2 separate regions of the Hordeum vulgare genome follow, and region 2 is linked to region 1. Evidence: chromatin contacts called from public Hi-C data. All regions are on one chromosome and are shown on one strand. Each heading gives the region's core, a stretch centred on a gene start, on an enhancer-like site or on the middle of the called end of the contact. The rest is flanking DNA. Distances are from core to core; before and after follow the strand shown.

What was found. Hi-C and Micro-C count contacts between places; a contact is called where the count stands out from the background.
Region 2: a contact with region 1 is called in a Hi-C map of leaf, with 5 times the contacts expected there. The contact joins the enhancer-like site here to the promoter of LOC123406937 in region 1. A contact is called at or near these places in 2 of 6 Hi-C or Micro-C datasets (leaf and seedling).

What each region holds. Positions count from the first base shown.
Region 1 is chr7H:528,634,250-528,639,885 of MorexV3_pseudomolecules_assembly, forward strand. It overlaps LOC123406937, which reads left to right and starts at 2,121. Exons shown (of 2, transcript XM_045099952.1): 1 at 2,121-2,979; 2 at 3,072-3,470. The coding sequence starts at 2,246. The coding sequence ends at 3,204. It overlaps LOC123406935 (protein WVD2-like 5), which reads right to left. Exons shown (of 8, transcript XM_045099951.1): 7 at 5,451-5,561; 8 at 3,622-4,231. The coding sequence ends at 3,899.
Region 2 is chr7H:529,157,332-529,162,459 of MorexV3_pseudomolecules_assembly, forward strand. No RefSeq gene overlaps it. Among protein-coding and RNA genes, the nearest start is that of LOC123407169, 65 kb to the left of the region's middle. Within about 2 kb of position 1,475, at least 3 of the 3 cell types and tissues checked have open chromatin away from gene starts, as enhancers often do. A contact at or near this core is called in leaf and seedling, where this site is marked.

The DNA of each region.
Region 1 (5,636 bases), core at 871-3,370:
AGGGCGAGGCGCGCCACCCGGAGCGTCGTTCGACTGCTGCTAACGCCCACCGCGCCGACCACCGCGACAGCGGCCGTTCCCAGACTCGGCCGGCTGCGGCGGCGGAAGGGCAGCCAGCTGCTGGAAGGCCGACTGCGGGGGAGCCGGCCGCAGGGGGGCAGGTCCACCGCGAGTGGCGGTGGTGAGATCCGTATGCATGGCTCGAATCTGCGTCATCTTCAAGCGGCGTTCCTCAAGCTTGAGGTACGCCACTACCTTGGCGAAGGTCGGCTTCGGGAGAAGAGTTAGGTTGGAGGCGGCGTTCCCGAAGTCATCGTTGAGGCCGGCTGTGAGGGTGCTGATGAGGAGCTCGTCACTGATCGTCTCGGCAAGATCGCGGAGCTCGTCGGCAAGCTTTTTGAGGCGCATGCAGAAATCATCAATGGATGAATCAAGCTACTGGCACCCATAAAACTCGCCATGGAGGAGGACCTTGCGCTGGAGTTTGTTGTAGGTGAAAAGGTTGTTGAGCTTGGAGATGGTGAGGTAGAACCAGCGGATGATGGTGGCGTCGAGGATCATCCAGTCCTCGTCGTTCACCATGAGGGACGAGTCCACGAAGCCATTGATGTGGCCGTGAAGAAGGTACTCGCGGAACACCAGGGAGAAGTACCTCTTCGAGGCTAAGTAGGATCCGGTGGACTGGTCAAGGACCACCAGGACGCGGTCGAAGATATTGAGATCGCGAACAAGGGTGATGTCGGAGCCGGCAAACGGATTGCTGCCGGAGGAGAGTGAGGAACGCGGAAAGACCATGGTGGTGTCGGGGGATGAAGGGTTTTGGGGGGGGGGGGGGGGGGAAGCGATGGAGAGGTAATGCGGCGACAGCGGTGGCGGTGCTCAAGATGGCGCGGCGACGACGACGGCGGCTGTGGCACCGGCGACGACGACGGAGCTGGAGATGGCGCGGCGGCGGCGCGTGAGAGGGCGCGGCGACGGCGGTTGTAGCGGCTGTAGCGGCGGCGGCGGCTGCGCTAGAGATGGCGCGACGGTGACGACTAGGTCGGAATCGTGGAGGAAACTTATACCATAGAGGATTAGGTTTAGGGTTGTGCAACACTCAATGTTGATTGGATGCACTAGACACGTATATATAGGTACAAGATGGGCCTCTACCTCAACTATACAAAGAACTAGGAGGAATGTCTAATAACACAATGCACATATATATTCAACAGATGCAAGACAGAGGAGAAGAAGAGAGTTGTTGTGATCGGACGGATCATATGCGGCTAATCGAGCGGCTGGCTAGGCGAATGATTTCTCTAGAAAATCATTCGGCTGATTCGTGGCAGCCGCCTAGTTTGTACTCCCTCCGTCCTAAAATAAGTGTCTTAAGTTTAGTACAACTTTGTACTAGCTCTTGTACAAAGTACAAGTTGAGACAGTTATTTTGGAACAGAGGAAGTACTAGCTTATACATGAACTGATTTATTTCGCAAAAATAAATAAATACATGAACCGATTTGGAGACAATAACTGTTGAATGCCCGTCCTTCCACATACGGCTAGGGTTTACCACAATTTCAAGCGAGTCCATGAATGGACAATCCACAACGGTATGTAATGTGGCGTCGTACTCCCTCGCGGTCTGGGCTACGCAACTGCACAACACAACCCATCACGGCCCGCCCCTACGCTCCAAGGCAAGATTTTGCGCCCCAAAACCTTTGGATAGTTGGATCTTTCCCTTGCCGATGATAGGCAAGCGCTACGTTCCTTCGCGCCACATATAACCGCCGGTCCCCTGCCGTCCGCATGCTACCCGGTTCCACTCTCACCTCACAGCCACAGGCCAAGCTGGACGGACGTCCGCAGTCACCGCTGCCCACAAACCAAAGTCACCGGAGCAGCCAGCCGCGGGTTACGCCGTGGGCCGTCGCGCTCGCCCACCCCACCACCCCCGGTTTTGTGTCGCCTAGCCCGGGAGCTCATACCGTCCGTCCGTCGCTCCCCACCGGGCCCGCCCCCCGCCGCGGCCGCAACCACCGCGGGCCCGCCGCGCCCAGTCGAGGCCCTACACGTCGGCGTTCATCACGTGCCCCATTGGCCCGGCCGCCGGACTTATATATTCGCGCGCCAGCCGTGCCCGCAGTGTCAGTCAGTCAGTGACGCCACGCACTTGCCCGTACACTGCCAGTCCGCCTGAGATATTTTCCTCTCTCTCTCTCTCTCTCTCTGCGGGGTGAGCGAGAAACCGGGAACGATGCTGCTGCGGAGCGCGTCCTCGCCGCTGCTCAACGCGGCGCGCGTGCCGACGGGGGAGCATGTACTGGGGCACGGCCACCTCGCGGTGGCGTCGCCGGCGGGGCACCAGGGGCCGAGGCAGCAGGGGGCGCTGTGCCGCGCATTGTCCGAGGCCGATCTGCTGGCGCCGGTGCAGCTCCCGGCCGCGAGGAGCTCGCCCGCCTCCGCCTTCCTCGAGGAGTTGGGCGAGGAGGGGGCGCAGGAGGAGGACGAGGACGTGGTCGGGGTGGCGGCCCTGCCGCTGCGCCGGCTGCTGACGAGCGCGGGGCTGGACGCGGCCGTGGGGCGGGACGACTACGAGGAGGAGGCCGGCGCCGGCGGAGCCCTGGCACTCCTCGAGGGCGTCGGGGGAGGCGGCGGGCGCGGGAGGGTGTGCGGCGGCTGGCAGGGCGGCCGCGGAGGGGACGGCGACGGCGACGGCCGTGAACGCGGCGCCACTGACGCGCACTACCGGCGGATGATCAGGGCCAACCCGGGCAACTCGCTGCCGCTGGGGAACTACGCCAGGTTCCTCAAGGAGGTGCAGGGGGACGCGGCGAGGGCGCAGGAGTACTGCGAGCGCGCCATCGTCGCCAACCCCGGCGACGGCGACGCCCTGGCCATGTACGCGGGCCTCGTCTGGGAGACCAGCCGCGACGCCGAGCGCGCCGACGCTTACTACAGCTGCGCCGTCCAGGCCGCGCCCGACGACTGGTCAGTGACCCAGCTCACTAGCTCAGAGCGCCACGGCGCCACTTGCTTTGCTTGACATGCGTTTGCGTGACAGTTTCTTGCTTCCCTTGCAGCTATGTCCTGGGATCCTACGCCGGGTTCCTGTGGGACGCCGAGGAGGAGGACGATCTCAACGACGGACAGCCGGCGGCGTCGCCGCCGTTCTATGGGGCAGCGCAGCCATCCTCCATTAGAGCGGCCTCTTAGATGAAGGTCCAGTCTCGCTGCCAGTAACCAAGCTCCATTCGGAAGAGCGACGGGAAGCCGCTGCCGTCACCGGACCGGTCGCGGCAGCTCGTAGTAGACTGAATAAACCCAAGTCCAGCTACCTGTGTGCAAGATGAATCTGGAAGAGTACGCTTCTAAGGTTGGTAGGGTCTGCAGCACCGTAGGATAAATATCTAGCCTAATAAGGCTTTGCTGTGCTTGTACATGTAGAACGTTCCTTATAACATTTTATATGTACTGCTGTACTATGTAGTGTAAGTGTATGTACCACTTGTGAATTACAGCAAACGTCAGAACACCAGCAGTTCAGCAAAAGCACAAGGAAGAAAATTCAAAATTACACTGGATGCACCAACTTCATCAAATTTTGCGGTAAAGAAGATGAGGGAAAACTCATGCGGGGAAAAGAAGTCTTGCGACCTGGAAATACAAGGTAGTCATATGCAAATGTTACTAGCTACAAATAATACCACTCCCTTGTACTGTTTGAACACAACACAACTGAGAAGATAAACAGTACATTGGCTACTTGCCATGTTCCAAACTCCAGGTGATTACACTAATTCAAGCACATGATACCAGCCAGAAGTTCACTACCCAAATAACAAAAATGCAGAAATGGGAGGCTGAGGCATGACTCTCAGCTTTCCGAAAGACTGAACTCGATTGTTTTCTATTCATTGATCACATGGTCATCTGGAGTAACCTGAGCACGGATTGGCGTCAGGATGGGATCTGCAGTTGAGTTGCTAATTTCTAGCTGTTCTGCAGAAGATATAGAAGTTGCAATGTCAACAGAACCTGTCTGCTCTGATGGCAATTTGGGGAGAGATTTCCGTTGGGACTTCTTGGGAGCAGGTGTTGTCTTGGCGCTGTTTTGGGAGGCCCTTTGGTCGAGGCTCAGACGAACTGGACGGCTTGAAGGATTGGTACTTACTGTTGTGACTGCTGAGGTTGTGTTCTTTGAGCGACCAAGCTTTGGTGATCGAGGTCTGGTGGTAGGGACCTAAGATGAATAGCAGTGAATAAGAAGCATTCTTCAAAAGCTAGGACACACCAGGGTTTCATGTTGCGAGTTAAAAGTGCTAGTGCAAATCATAGTAGAAACTTGAACCACCTGTCTGCCAGGAAAACTAACAGTCCATTTTTTAAATGCTGCTAACAGTTAACTGCATAATAAATTAGGGATGGTCAACTTGCACGAACTCATCAAAGAGGTAAATCAACTGAGTTTCAGATTTACTCAAATATATTGGCAAGAGACATGGATCGTGTGGTGATGGAGATTTTCATTTTAGTAATTAAACACCCAACAGAAACTTGCATAATATCTACAAGAAATGGAATCTCCTAAACAGCCAACGAAGTAACCATCACCTACAGTACAATTGCACTAGCTACAGAAAATAGTACTTTCGGCATGGAAAAATTGGCTGCAAATAGAACGTTCTCCAGAATTCTTGAACGAAGTAATCATGCCTAACCATGTGACAGCTGTATGTGATGTGGGTTGGTCACCCATGTGCTAGGGATAATCCATTTTATCGTTTAGTTGGGAATAGTATAATTTAGAGATAAGATAACCCTTATAGCTTCAGCCTTCAGCCAATTAGAAATAAGTATTTCCTTGGATATGAAATTTGTTTCGATTTGGTTGTTAGGGCCAGCTCCTTGGTGTGTCTATTTTCATTAAGCGGGAAGAACTACAGTATATCTCCTGTCCACTTCGTCAAACCCTCTCCCTGATTAGCCATGCAACCCAGCCATCCTCCCGGCTGTCTTTTGTGCTTTACCGTCATGACATGTATACATGAAGCTACCAGCAAGGCAGCACTATGGAATCACAATTTAGGTGTAGGAAGTGTGGTCATAGATCTTACTAGAAGAATGCAGAAGTTATTCTTATGTAATCCAAGTAATGATAAAAACAATAACAGTATTCTTTGGTTATATATGAAAATATTGTAGCAAGACTTAAGCTTCCACATGACAGCAAAGAAAAGATTGCATTCAGGAGTTCCCTGCTTTCACAGTTATACAGGTTGCAAATATGTTAATAAGGTCTACAAGGCTGGTTGCGATCAGGAGTTCCTTGCTTTCACAGTTATACAGGTTGCAAATATGTTAATGAGGTTTACAAGGCTGGTTGCGATCGATTCAGTTATTAATTCGCTTGACAGAATGGAAGGAGAAAGCTCTCCCTGTGCAGGGGACAAGACGGTTACCTTCTTCAACTCAACCTTGGGAGCTGGTGGTTCCTTATAAAAACTGGGCATCGGTGCTGCCTTGAAATTCAAACTTTTCCGTAGCTTTCTGAGCTCAGCTTCTTCCATTTCCTGCACGGTGATGAAGAAACAAATAAAGCTAACACTATTAGCAATGGACCATACAGAAATCATTGATTTATTTTG
Region 2 (5,128 bases), core at 225-2,724, 520 kb after region 1:
TATTTGCGTAGTATAATTTGAATATTACATACCATTTAAAAACTGTATGTGGAATTTCACAGAAATATTTACGTGTTTAGAAAAATCCACAAAATTTTAGAAGTATGAGTATGTAAAATAAATGTTTGCTTAGTATAATTAAAATATTCCGTACCATTAAGAAACTGTACTTGGCATTTCAAATAAATATTCATGTGTCTAAACAAATGTTCATGGAATTTAACAAAAAATAAATTTGAATATAACATTCACATAACATAAGTAAAATATTTCATACCGGTAAAAACACAATACATGGCATTTCAAACTCTACTCGTGTGTTTAAACAAATGTTCATCATGAAAAAAATTATTATATAAATAAAATGTTCGTGTAGTGTAAGGAAAATATTTTTTATCATGAAAAATACTCTATGTGGCATTGCAAAGAAATATTCGTAAGTTTGAATAAATGCTCACTAAAATGTTAGTTTTTTTATATAAGAACGTTTGCAGATAGTAAAAGTAAAATATTTCATACCATTTAAAAAATTGTATGAGGCATTTAAAAAATGTGTTTGATCAAATCTTCTTGATATTTGGAAAAAATAAATATATAAATGATGTTCAACCTATATGTTATAAAATGTTCAAACCATGTATTTAATTAAAACAATACATCCTCTATTTCAAAATATTCGAGATGCATCAAAACTATCTTTTGCTTACATACTAAAAACGTATTTTCTGCATTAATAAATTAAACATATATTTTAACAACAACAATTTAGGAACAATTTCAAATAACTAAAACAGTTTTTAAAAACAAGAATAATTGTCAAAAATTCGATTTTTCGAAAATTCAGACATTGTTAACATTTTTTAACAAATGCGAATTCTCTTTGCAATATCGACATTTTTTTGGAGCTGAATTTTCGGAATGCATTGAAGATATTTAAAATTTCTATTTCAAAAATGGGGAAAAGTAACGGAAAAAACAACAATGAATGAAAATATAAAAAAGCAAACAGAAAATATAATTCGCCAAAACTTATAGAAAGTTCCCCAAATCCGTAAAAACTGGACAAGGAACGTTTCGCAAAACCGTGATCGATATAAGCCGGGCGACATGTCATTTGCGTGTGCGAAACAAGCGAGCGTCCAATAGCAAAATGTCCCTTCTTGTGGGCGCCGCCATCCCAGGTGGAGCGGGCCAGCAGCAGAAAGGGCGCACGATGCTGGGCTAGGAGTTCGTTGATGGGCCGTAAAGGAAGGAACCAAAAAAGAAAAGAAAAGACAGTTGTATCCACTCACAGACTCAAAAAAGAAAAGACAGTGGTGTCCACGCTGCGCCGCCATGAGATGTCTCGTTCGTCCAGGAAAGACGATGGAAATGAGCCCATGCCGACCCCGTGGCGACCCGCCAGCCACCGAGGTCACGGAGGACAAAGTACAGTGCGTTCGTGTCCAGCTGCTACAGGTCAGTACTGCACGCCACTTGCCAGGCCGTGCTGGTGCTGCCCCAGCCACGTCCCGACCCACTCACTTCTTCCAGGACAGTACTACGGTTTCTCCATGGATTTGGGCTGCCGGTGCTTTACTTTCTCCTTGCGTGTGCGTGACGTTGCTCGGAACGGAAAAGAAGGTTCCGCATGTTGCTTACCAGCTTCAGTTGCCGTGACCGCCCTCTTGATTGCGTGGGACTTCGTCAGTACAGTACAGGTGAGGTAAAAGTTCAACGGGCGTTCAAAAAAAGCTCCCCACGTTAAAAATACTGTTTTTGCGTCCAACATTTTCAATAGCTGCTGTAAAATACTACACCCGTTAAAAAAATTTGAACACGCGACGAAAAACGCAATCGCGCACAGCATATTTTAGGCGCCGGATTGCGTGCGCTTCACAATTTGCACTGCGTATTTTTTTGGCGCGTGTTTCTTGATGTGTGCTAAAGCAATGTTGGTCTCGACGCATTAAAAAAATGCTAAGGTGGCGTGCTATAATTTTTATTGGACGCGAAATTTTTATGCGGCTGTTGGAGATGCTCTAAGCCGGCCATCATCCTTAGGGATCTGAGTGGCTTTTTAAGCCTCGGGCGAATGTCGGGCCAGGTTCAGCTCACTCGCCGCGTAGGAAGCCATCCGAAACCGGACCAATACTTCTACATCGGAAATGCCCCGGCCTTTCAAAAATATCTTGTGTTTCCAGAACTGACGCGACACCTCGTCACACCTAAGGACATGTCCAACCTGATCCTCGAACCATAACCGTGTGCATCACGCCGTAGTTCCATCTAACATGGTCCTACATTGATTCGTTCTCATACGTATTTTTTCATTATCAGAGACAAGTTAGGGTGGTTTACGAGCATCCGGATCATTGTCACGCGTGTGTCTCACTAACCTTGACCTATCAAAAAACCCTCTTCTCATGAGTCATGAGCGATGTCATTCCCGTCTGAAGCCATTTGTCTGCCTTCATGTCAGCCCAAATCGAACGCAACCGTTCACTCAAGCCGTATTGAAGCAACTCGCCGACCAAGAGCGTCGTTGTGTGCACTTTTCTTCACGTTGAAACGACATTTGTTTGCCTCCCTAACTTCATTAAACCAGCGTATGTGTCAAGGAACCTACTGTGATGTCCCGAGTGCCACACGTCTGTTTCTATGCAGGCCGATATTAAACAACTCTCCTTCTCGCTCTTCGCATTTGTTCATTGTATAAATGATGAGGATATCAATATCATTGTTACACCCATAGCCCGAGCTGCTATACATACTTGACCAGTTAATAGAGCTCATGCACGCCAAATAAATTACCAGGTACTTTCGTTTCTTGGAAATCCTTCCAATGTTCATGAACATATGATGTTGTCTAAGTTAGATACTTTTGTTGTACTTATGATTGAAGGACCTAGCATGGACAAGAAGGATATCCGTTGGAGTGGGATCAAGCATGGAGAAGAAGGTGCACGCGCGGGAAAGAATAATGGAGCTTCCACTTGTGATTTTCGCACTCTGAAGCCACCATAAGGAGAGCATGAAGGCTTGGACGAAATATTCAAGACGCCACTTTATAAATTTCGTCCATAGGGTATTATAGATGTTGCGCCACCTTATTTTTGGGCCAGGACCATGTAATTTCGAAATACCATATTATAGGCTATTTTTAAAGTCCATATGTATGGGGAAACTGAGTAAGGGTCAGTTTCGGACCCCTCCTCCAAGGGTTCACGAAATTCCTCCTCTATTCCCCCATATATACAGCTCTTAGGGCGCCGTTTAGACTTGGGTTTTGTTTAGATTACAAGTTCGCCATAGCTGCAGCTTCGCGTTCTTCGTTTGTGTTCCACGACCAGACAAAGGCATGACATAACGCCACTTTCATCAATAAAGATTTCCTCTTATATTCACAATATCCATATCACAATCTTAGTTTCTTGCTTGTTCTTCATTTGCGTGCAGGAAACAGACCCTCGTGGTCAGGTTGATCGTGCTCCGGCATGGCCAAAAACCTCTCGGATTGGGTTTAGCGATTGCTAAGGCGCGACGTCCTCACACATTCATAGTCGGATCATCAAAGTCTACTCCACCAGAACGATAACCACCATCTCATTGAAAGACAGAGACAACTTTGCCTCTATCAAGTGGTATCGGTTTTCCAGGTTGCTAGGTGAGATTTTACCAGTTTTTCGTAGTTAGATCGCATGTTTTCTTCATACCTATAGTCCACGGAGATGCCACAAAAAAATTAGGGTTAGATCATCATATCCGAACTAATCTGAGCCTTTGCATAGTCTTTTCAGTATTTTGCTTTGTTGAATTTGCGGTTGCATCGTCGTATCGAGTTGCTGGTCTTAGTTTCTAGTCTTTTAGAGTTTCCAGTTATGTTCACAGGTTGTCATATCACCATCGCGCCATCTTTCATCGCTGCCATATACCACCACCACGCTGCCATCATCGCTACTGTCATATACCACCACCAAGCCACCATCATCCTTGCTGCCATATATCACCACCACATATCCACCACCAATCCTAGTCTGAGTCCTATATGTATTAGGTTAATTACGAGATCCTCTTGTTTTCGGTTTCCCCTTTCCTTACCTAAGTAGGTTTCGAAAAAAGAGTCTAACACGCTTTTCACAGCACTTTTTAGGCCAAAAATTCGTAGGGTGATTTTTTTTCCTTATCGTGTTGTTAGGACTTTTAGAGAGTTTTGAGACACTCACCACCATAGTGAATTTTGTCGCAATTATTGATCGTCGCAGGCCCAAATTGCTCCAGAAAAAAAATTAGTCATTTTTTTTCGTGCTATCATGTTTTTAGTCCTTCGGAAGAGTTTTGAGACACTCGCTATTATAGTGATTTTCTGAAGAAAAAAAGAGCGCAAAAAAAAAAAACAGACTGACTCTTCCCTTGATTACGTGTATCATCGTGATTTTGTTGGTGTTCTAGGCTTGCGTCTCTAGTAAGGTCTAGCCTCGGACCAGCACGGTACCGTCGTTGAGCGTTCCTTCAACTTTGCATCTCTGAACTGATTATTGCTGACCCTTTTTGCTACCATATTATAAGCCTTCCCAGCTCCACATACATCTACATCGTGTGTTTGACACCACCTGTCAATCACTCTATCCAAGCTTTGAGAGTTTTGACGACACCGGTTGCCGATCACCACCTCATGTTGGGTATACACACCTCCACCACCACCACCACCACTTCCTAGTAGTCTGTAGGTTCATATTCTTCTGTGTTCCTATTGCTCCTAACCATGCCAAGATCACAATCTAACAAGATCGACTCGGAGAGAATGACCAACCGGGAGCTCCATGATAAATTTCAGCAAATGATGGCTGACCAGGTACAAGACTTCGTGACCAGCCTTGGAGAGGCCATGGAGAAGCTAGACGGTTTGGAGAAAACATTCGACACCAATATGGACGCCAAGTTGAATGAGGTGCTTGCCCGTCTACCACCACCAGTTGCAGCTTCTGTCCCTCTCCAACAACAACAACAACGACAACAACGAGGCCCAGATTTTGTGGGACAAGCGCGGCGTGTGCGTTCCGGCCAAGTTCAGAATTCTAGTGTTCTTGCTCCTGCTGCTACTACTGAGGTTTCTGTGGCTGAGCAGAATGAGGATTATGGTGGTGAT